Regions from separate parts of the Drosophila melanogaster genome. Here region 2 is linked to region 1. A link is a contact called in public Hi-C data. All regions are on one chromosome and are shown on one strand. The core of a region is the stretch at or near the end of the contact, and the rest is flanking DNA. Distances in the headings are between cores, read along the strand shown. Region 1 holds the start of sni (sniffer). Region 2 holds the start of PIG-T (Phosphatidylinositol glycan anchor biosynthesis class T).

The links. A called contact is a pair of places that touch in the nucleus more often than the background predicts.
Region 2: a Hi-C map of the Kc167 cell line shows a contact between it and region 1, with 3 times the contacts expected there. The contact joins the promoter of PIG-T here to the promoter of sni in region 1. A contact is called at or near these places in 26 of 107 Hi-C or Micro-C datasets (the D17-c3 cell line, the Kc167 cell line, the ML-DmBG3-c2 cell line and 7 more) and 4 of 6 datasets of contacts at active chromatin or transcription factors (the Kc167 cell line and the S2 cell line).

What each region holds. Positions count from the first base shown.
Region 1 is chrX:8,242,276-8,245,964 of dm6, reverse strand. It overlaps sni (sniffer), which reads left to right and starts at 1,949. Exons shown (of 3, transcript NM_001298083.1): 1 at 1,949-3,014. The coding sequence starts at 2,889. Trxr1 (Thioredoxin reductase 1) reads right to left here and starts at 3,437. Exons shown (of 4, transcript NM_078527.3): 1 at 3,234-3,437. The coding sequence starts at 3,249.
Region 2 is chrX:8,405,675-8,409,363 of dm6, reverse strand. PIG-T (Phosphatidylinositol glycan anchor biosynthesis class T) reads left to right here and starts at 2,101. Exons shown (of 2, transcript NM_132247.4): 1 at 2,101-2,569; 2 at 2,778-3,689. The coding sequence starts at 2,395. lawc (leg arista wing complex) reads left to right here. Exons shown (of 4, transcript NM_001258650.2): 2 at 586-845; 3 at 918-976; 4 at 1,040-1,356. Trf2 (TATA box binding protein-related factor 2) reads right to left here and starts at 92. Exons shown (of 10, transcript NM_206654.2): 1 at 1-92.

The sequences.
Region 1 (3,689 bases), core at 700-3,199:
CGTAGCACAGCCAATTCACCTTGTATTATTAAAAACTTATCACCGTTAGTAACATCAATAGCCATGTTGTATTGGCATGGTCTGTTTTTGTTCTTAACCAGTATCTAGATTAGTTGAAAATCCTTATCAGTGATAGGTAATGATATCAATTAGCCATGTGGTGCCAACTACTCAAGTTTCTCTTTAGCTTCACTCATGATTATGGCTAATCCCCGCCTGCCTTTGGTGGACTCCTCGCGCAGTCGTATGTCCAGATAGGCGGATCGGTAGATGCTCCTCCGGTGGCGTGGTTCACCCTCGACCAACTGGGAAGCCGGTATGAATTCGAACAGATGCATCCAGACCAAAGAAGTGCGGAACGAAGACTGTTTGGCCTCCTGCAATCCGTAATCTGCACCGTGCAATCCCGTCGAGCTCCTTGGCTTCAGTTGCCAGGTAGCGATAGTGCTGCCGAATGCCACACATGCCACTGGGTCAGTGGGAGTTCGAATCAAAGTGGAGCAATCATCTAGCGACATCGCCACACACCAAGCCACGCCCATCCCAGCCCGGCCACGCCTTTCTTCCGTCCGTCCACCTACGCCCCCCCATTCGGTTTGCTTTGACCCGCCGGACTTTGTCATGGTTACGCCCCAAAACTAGTTGGCAACACCACACACAATTCGCTTTTATCGGACGGAATGCTAATCCTGGCCAGGAACAGGGGGAAATCAGGTGGCTACGTACGAATGCGAGTGCAAATAAACAATTGTTGTCGTCACACTGCAATTAATTGCGGAATGAAGTGGTGATGACGCAGCTCAGCAATGATGATGAAAGATCAAAGACGATGGCGGGCGCTCGTTGAGCGACGGATACGAGAGATACGAAATAGAAAACACAGATAAAGGGAATAAATGCACCCGACTGATATGGTGAAATCATCATCATCATCATCATAAAGCGATTCTCGAACATTCCGCAAAGGGTTATTCGTTCAAGAGCACCGCATTCGACAAAAATCACACATATCACGTTGGTGCTTTAAGAAATCCTATTATACCCTTAATTACCATTTGAAATCAGAATATGGCATATATTTATAAGTAAATTCTTCTATTGTTTTCGGAATTAGAAGCTTCGTATCTGCTCGATTGGCTAATTATTCATTTAACAAGAAAACTTGATCGTGGCATGTGGGATTTATATTATATTACAAATTAAAACATCAAATACGTTTAACTTCATATAAATAGATATTAGTTTTTTTTTACCAGCTAAAGGCAAAATGGCAATACAAGTGACTTGTATGAATGTAATTTAACAAATATTATTAATTCGTTAAGTCATATGATGTAATTCTTTTTTGAGGCAAATAACTGATATTGTTTAAGCTGCAATTGAGTAATGGTTTTATGAGCAATCCATAATTCAATTAAAAAAATTCGACTGACATAGTATTTATACGCGATTCAGAACTTTGTTGACCATTATACTTAGAGGATGTGCTCTTTTTGGCGCCCACAACGATGGCGCAAATCATGTACTTCAGCATGATACGAGTTTCGAGTGCTGTTCGCGCGACCCCGACTGTACAATTCCAGTTGGAGCGGGTGCGCGATGACGATTGACGATGACGGTGCAAATGTGAGACAGCAAATGCCGGGCAGGCATATAAACCCTTGGCGAATACGTGCCGCAGAAACCCGATAAGCCAGGTAATAAGAGCAGAGTAATGGACTTTTTGGCCAGGCAACTAACGGTTATTGCATAATGGCGTCGGTTAAACACAAGAAGACCCAGAAAAAACAACAAGCAAGAAAACCGCGACAATCGACCGCGTTGCCAACCGGCGGCAACAGGAGCAGCAGCTGCGGCGGCAACAGCAAAGATCTAATCAGAATATCAATCGATATCGATGCTCACCTCCTTTGGTGCTCATCTTTCGCACCGGTTGCGCGTACATGGCCGCCCTGTCGCAATGTGGATGCTGGAAGGGTGGTGGTGCGCCGGCACCGGATCCGGCTGGAGCATTCCCACCGGTAGCTCCAGTACTGTCGCGTGATCCTCGCTGTCCCGTCAAGTTCATAGTTCGCTGAAACGTGTGATGGGCACAGCTGAGACTACTGGAAATCCAATGGGGAACCTTTGTTGTCAGTGAGCCTCTGTTTTGTATAATGCCAGCCGAAGGAGACGTTAAAATCGTCGAGCACTGCCGCACGAACGTAACGGAGAATCTCGAATTGCACAAGTTCATCTTGTTGGCCTTTCCCCTTCTTCAACGTTTGGCGTTTCACTCTACCAGCTGGAGGCGAAACGAAACTATTCGCGAAAAGGGTGCAGAAAAATGACGGCGGAACACACAACACAAACACGTTCGCTGGTTCGGCCGGGAATGCTGCGAAAGCGGTGGGCAGGCAGAGGCGCCGATAAACGGCTACGTAACAGAAGCAGCGAGAAAGAGAGAGGGCGCAAGAGCGCGTACCGCAAAAACGAGAATGTTTGGGATAAAATGGATTTGCCATAAAGGAGCATCCATTGGATTGCGAAATTCCATTTGGGATTTGAACATCACAACAGTTGTTCTGCCCTTTGCCAATTGGAAATGTGCGAAACGCACGTTTGGCAATGCGCAAGTGTATCGATAACTCGCGGATGGTTGGTAACACTGCTGCTGTCCGAACGAAACAGCCGGCCGTCAAAATTTTTCCTAACATTTCACTATTTTCACGCTTGTGTTACGGCAATAAAGTCGATTGATAAGCACGGAAAGATCTGGCTGCGGGTCTGGTGAAATCCACAGAACACACGGAACCCGTATAGTAGTGCCGCCCTTTATTGGTTTTATCTCAAGTACGACGCGATAAGATTTCGAGCAACTCGATCGCGGATCTTCGGAAAAAAAAAACATGAACTCCATCCTGATAACCGGCTGCAATCGAGGATTGGGTCTGGGCCTGGTCAAGGCGCTGCTCAATCTTCCCCAGCCGCCGCAGCATCTATTTACCACCTGCCGGAATCGCGAGCAGGCAAAGGTGAGAGATGTTTTCTTCTTATTTTGCGTTGTCTCTCTACTAAGACAATCCAGTAATCCAACAAAACCGGTGACTCACAACCGTCGAGCTACAGAAACTACAGAAGCTACGCGAACAATCCACAAGAGCCACTATTTCTACAAACCGCTTTTTAATCGTCCAAATGGGCATGCATAAATTGAATGGTTCAATTGGAATCGAATTAACTGTGAAACTCACCTTGCACGGGCGCCATTATTTTGTTGCTTGTTGGTAGGTGCTCCACGTAAATCAGACAGAAAACAAGGATCAACGGCGGGTAGTGAATGTTGTTGTAGTCGAAGCGGAAATGTAAAAACTGCTAAGCGTGTATTGTAGCGGCTCTCGGCACTCGCGAAAGCACGAAACGAATAAGCGGAGCCAACTTTTGCAATAGCTTTTGTACTTTCGTACGAGCGTGCGAAAGGGAGACGTCGATTGGCTTGTCGATTGCTGGGCCGACTATTGTTCGGTCACACCAGCAGCACTTATCGTCTATCGGTTATTATGGCACTAACGCGCTCGTTGGGCGCGCTATTTAAACTCTCATGAAATACCAAATTTGCCTCTAAAAATTACAGTAATTTAACTGGAAAATTATTCATATATAAACTGCTTTTTTACTAATAATGTGCTTCTTATTCAAACATTTTGTCT
Region 2 (3,689 bases), core at 852-3,351, 160 kb before region 1:
AGAGCTGAATAATGTAGTTGACCAAAAATTTTGAGAGCACAAGTCTGAGCACACACGATACGTCTTCTTCGTTTGGCCGTTTCACTTTGAGCAGCGTGACCGTGGTGCGTCGCTATAATATGCCCCGCGAGCCGTGTGCGTATGCACTAACGCGTGCGGTAGAATGCCGCGAAAAAATACTAAAAAAAAATCCAAACCGAATACCATGTGGTGGAAACGGACTCGCGCGTTGCATTTGCTGCACTTTCCCGTTTAAATATATTTACCCGTTTGATTATAAGATAAGGGTTACATTTTGTGCAAATATACGCTTGCCAATGTTTTTGAAAAGTAATATAAACAATTTTATGGTGCGCAGACAGCAGAAAAAATATGCTGCAAAAATACCAACTTGCTGGCTATCAGAGACTCGAACCTTCTAGTGCAAATCAGCTGTGATCGATGTTTTTTTCCATTAAATTGGCACGTTTATTTAAAATTGTTTATGCATTTAGTTTAGGTACATGAATGTTACATGGGACTTTTACAGAGTGGCTAAAACATATATACATACAATATATACATATACAACAATTTGAATTGCAGATTCTCCACCGCTCTGGATATGCGAACAAAGTCCTTAGCTGCAGCGACATTAGTTTAAATTTCAAGCCGGCTATCGCATGGTGATTCCACCTGCACGTGCAAAGCGCGACTGTGGATATCGCAGGACGAGAGTCGCGTCTTCTCCTGCGAGGAGCAACTGCATCATAATCATAGCCACAGATTGAAAAGACCGAAAGCAGATGCAAGCTCAACGACAGGACTAAGAATCGGAAGCAAAACTTCCCCAAAGCAATGGCACAGTAAGTAGACAAGTGCTGCGCTTTCAAGAAGATGAGCACTTTAATCAAAACCATTTCGAAATTCTTGTTTAGATACACCCGGAAACGCAAAAGAAAGAAATTTAAAGAGCTGAAAGCCCCGTGGACTTCATGTAAGCTGCTTACAATAAGCTGCCTTTTTAGATGCACTAAAAAAAAACTACTTTTGCTTATAGGAACCCAGGTGCAACAAATAATTTCAAGGAGAAGATGTTTTTGTGGTCAAAAACGTGCAGATGACTTCTAAGAAGTTGGAAAATCATGTATTTACTCGGAAAGAAGCCAGAACTGAAGTAGCATACTTATTAGTATTATCAAATGATGAGTTTTTTCATCATAGTTTTAGTTCTATATTTATAGAAAAAAAAAACTTTCCTTGTTACTTTTAGTTTTTTCATTTGAAAGACTGCCGTTGACTTTTTCATTTTATTCGCGTGCATATTAAATATGTGTGTTAAATATACATAATAATAAATGATCGCTGTGTTTATGCACTTGCTTTGTTTTCACTCTTTATTTATTTATATTTATTCTTTTTGATTAACTATAGATTGTTTTAAAAAGGTATAAACGACGTTTAAAATTTTTATCCTGGACATAAACCAATGATTAAGCGGTGTTCCACACCCATGAGTATTATGTAGTATTTTTCACAGTATATACGGTATATAAAACGGTCAGCCAGAAAACGGTCTGTCTAATCGTTAATTTCTATGTTAATAAAATTTGAGTATTAAAATACATCGAAAGTGCAGTTTTTTTTTGTCCACTTTTTCCTTTATTTCTAACTTTTCACTAAGAATTCCAATAAATTGTTTTATCTTTCTCTCGATTCCCTATTCCTTCTTTCGCTGTCCGAGCATTATTTGTTATACCTTATTCGCGTTTTCTCTTTGGGTGTACGCCAAATTTTTGGCGGGCTCACGATTCCGTAAGATTGCAGCTACTTTATTTCGCTTTTTCCTTTATTACTCACTTTTGATGATGCTCGATTTTGGCGCGCTTTCTCATTTATGGTGCTTTAGTTGTAAGCCCAACTCGTGGATGTGGTGGATTTTTTGCTTTGGTACAAATTCTTTTTAACAGACTTCTCAGCGATAACGCATTTGACAATTATATTTTGAATCAAATGCACGTTACAAACAATAACATGTGTGACCAATGTAACGTTATCGATAACGTATCCCACAAGTTATACAACACTGCTAGGCAGCACTTTCCAGCCCTGGAAAAATACCAAGACATCTACCATCTCTCTAAAAACGAAAACATCAAAGATTTACTACACCAAATTAAAATAAACTTATAAATCTTTGCAACCTTAAGTCCGTGGCAATTTCCATTTTGCATTTCCATATCCGGCTGGCCAAATAATTCCACGACATTTACGGATGTCGCGGTAACCTAAACACAAAAAAAATAAATAAATATAAATAAAATAAAATAAAATACATTAAAACGGATCATCAGCTGTCGTTAGAACCGAAACGGACTAAGGGCGGAGGAACTGGCACTGAACCTATGGGCCAGCATGTATCCGGTGGCGTTTGTCTTGCTGCTGCTGGTTGCACCTAATGCCGACGCGAATTTGGGACGCGATGACGAACGATTCCACGAGGAGCTAGTGGTTCGTCCATTGTCCGGCGACCATGTCAACACCTACTTTCAGTTCACCACGCGCTGGCACTACGGCGAAAAGGATAATCGTGAGTTTTTTCAGCGGCCGAAGTCCGCATCATTGCGATTGCAAAAATGGGGCGGGAATCTCACCCACCGGCATACGAAAATACAGGCCATTGCATGCCGAAAGGTGTTCCTACATATATGTATACATATGCGCCCCATTGAAGCATCATTAGAACTTCTGGTTAACCGATTAAATGCTTATATTGTGTCTACCATTTGCTCTTTCAGTTTACCACACCCAATTGACGCCTCGAGTAATTGCGGAGCTGTTGCAGCAGTTTGCGGTAAAGGAGCTGCACATTGGCCTAACCCAGGGACTGTGGCGCTACGAGACATGGGGCTATCCCATTGTGGAGGCCACCAGCGGTGCCGAGATGTGGGCGTGGTTCAGTGGCGCAAATTTGACCAACCGGGATGTGGATCGCCAGTGGAAGGAGTTGGCCAACGTTTTCTCGGGCGTGTTGTGCGCCTCGTTGAATTTCGTCGACAATACGAATAGCATTGCACCGAGGCACTTGATTCGTCCACAATTTATGCCAGCCAATGGCCAAAGATTCGTTCGCTATGCCACATTGCCGCGTGAGATCGTGTGCACGGAGAATCTGACGCCGTGGAAGAAACTACTGCCATGCGGTAGTGCCTCAGGCTTTGCCTCACTTCTCAACTCGGGACATGTACACAACACCAAATACCATTCGCTGGGCCTGAAGGTGCGCGTGCTCTGCGAGGATCACGATGAGGACAATTGCATTGTGGAGCTGACGCAGACGGCCAACTTGGTCTACGATCTCCGTCTGTTCGAATTGAGCAACAATGATTTCTCGCTGCGCCGCCTGTTCGGCATGGGACTGAATGGCTATTGTGAGCTGGCCGAGAGCTCCAAGATCTATGTGCAGCGCAACGAGCTGGGCGAGCGCTATCAGCTGGTTCCAGAACCCGTGCACGAAGTGAAGACCACTCGTGGTGGGCATAGTGTCGTCTATTCCGTCTACGATATGCACGAGCAGTTCAAAGAGGCCGGCGAACGGCTGTTTAATGTCGCCTGGCTGGCGCCGAAGAGCGCAAATCGTCGTCGCAATTTGGCGAAGCCATCACTGCCACCGGTGACGGTTCATCGTTATCTATTGGGACACGGCCAGG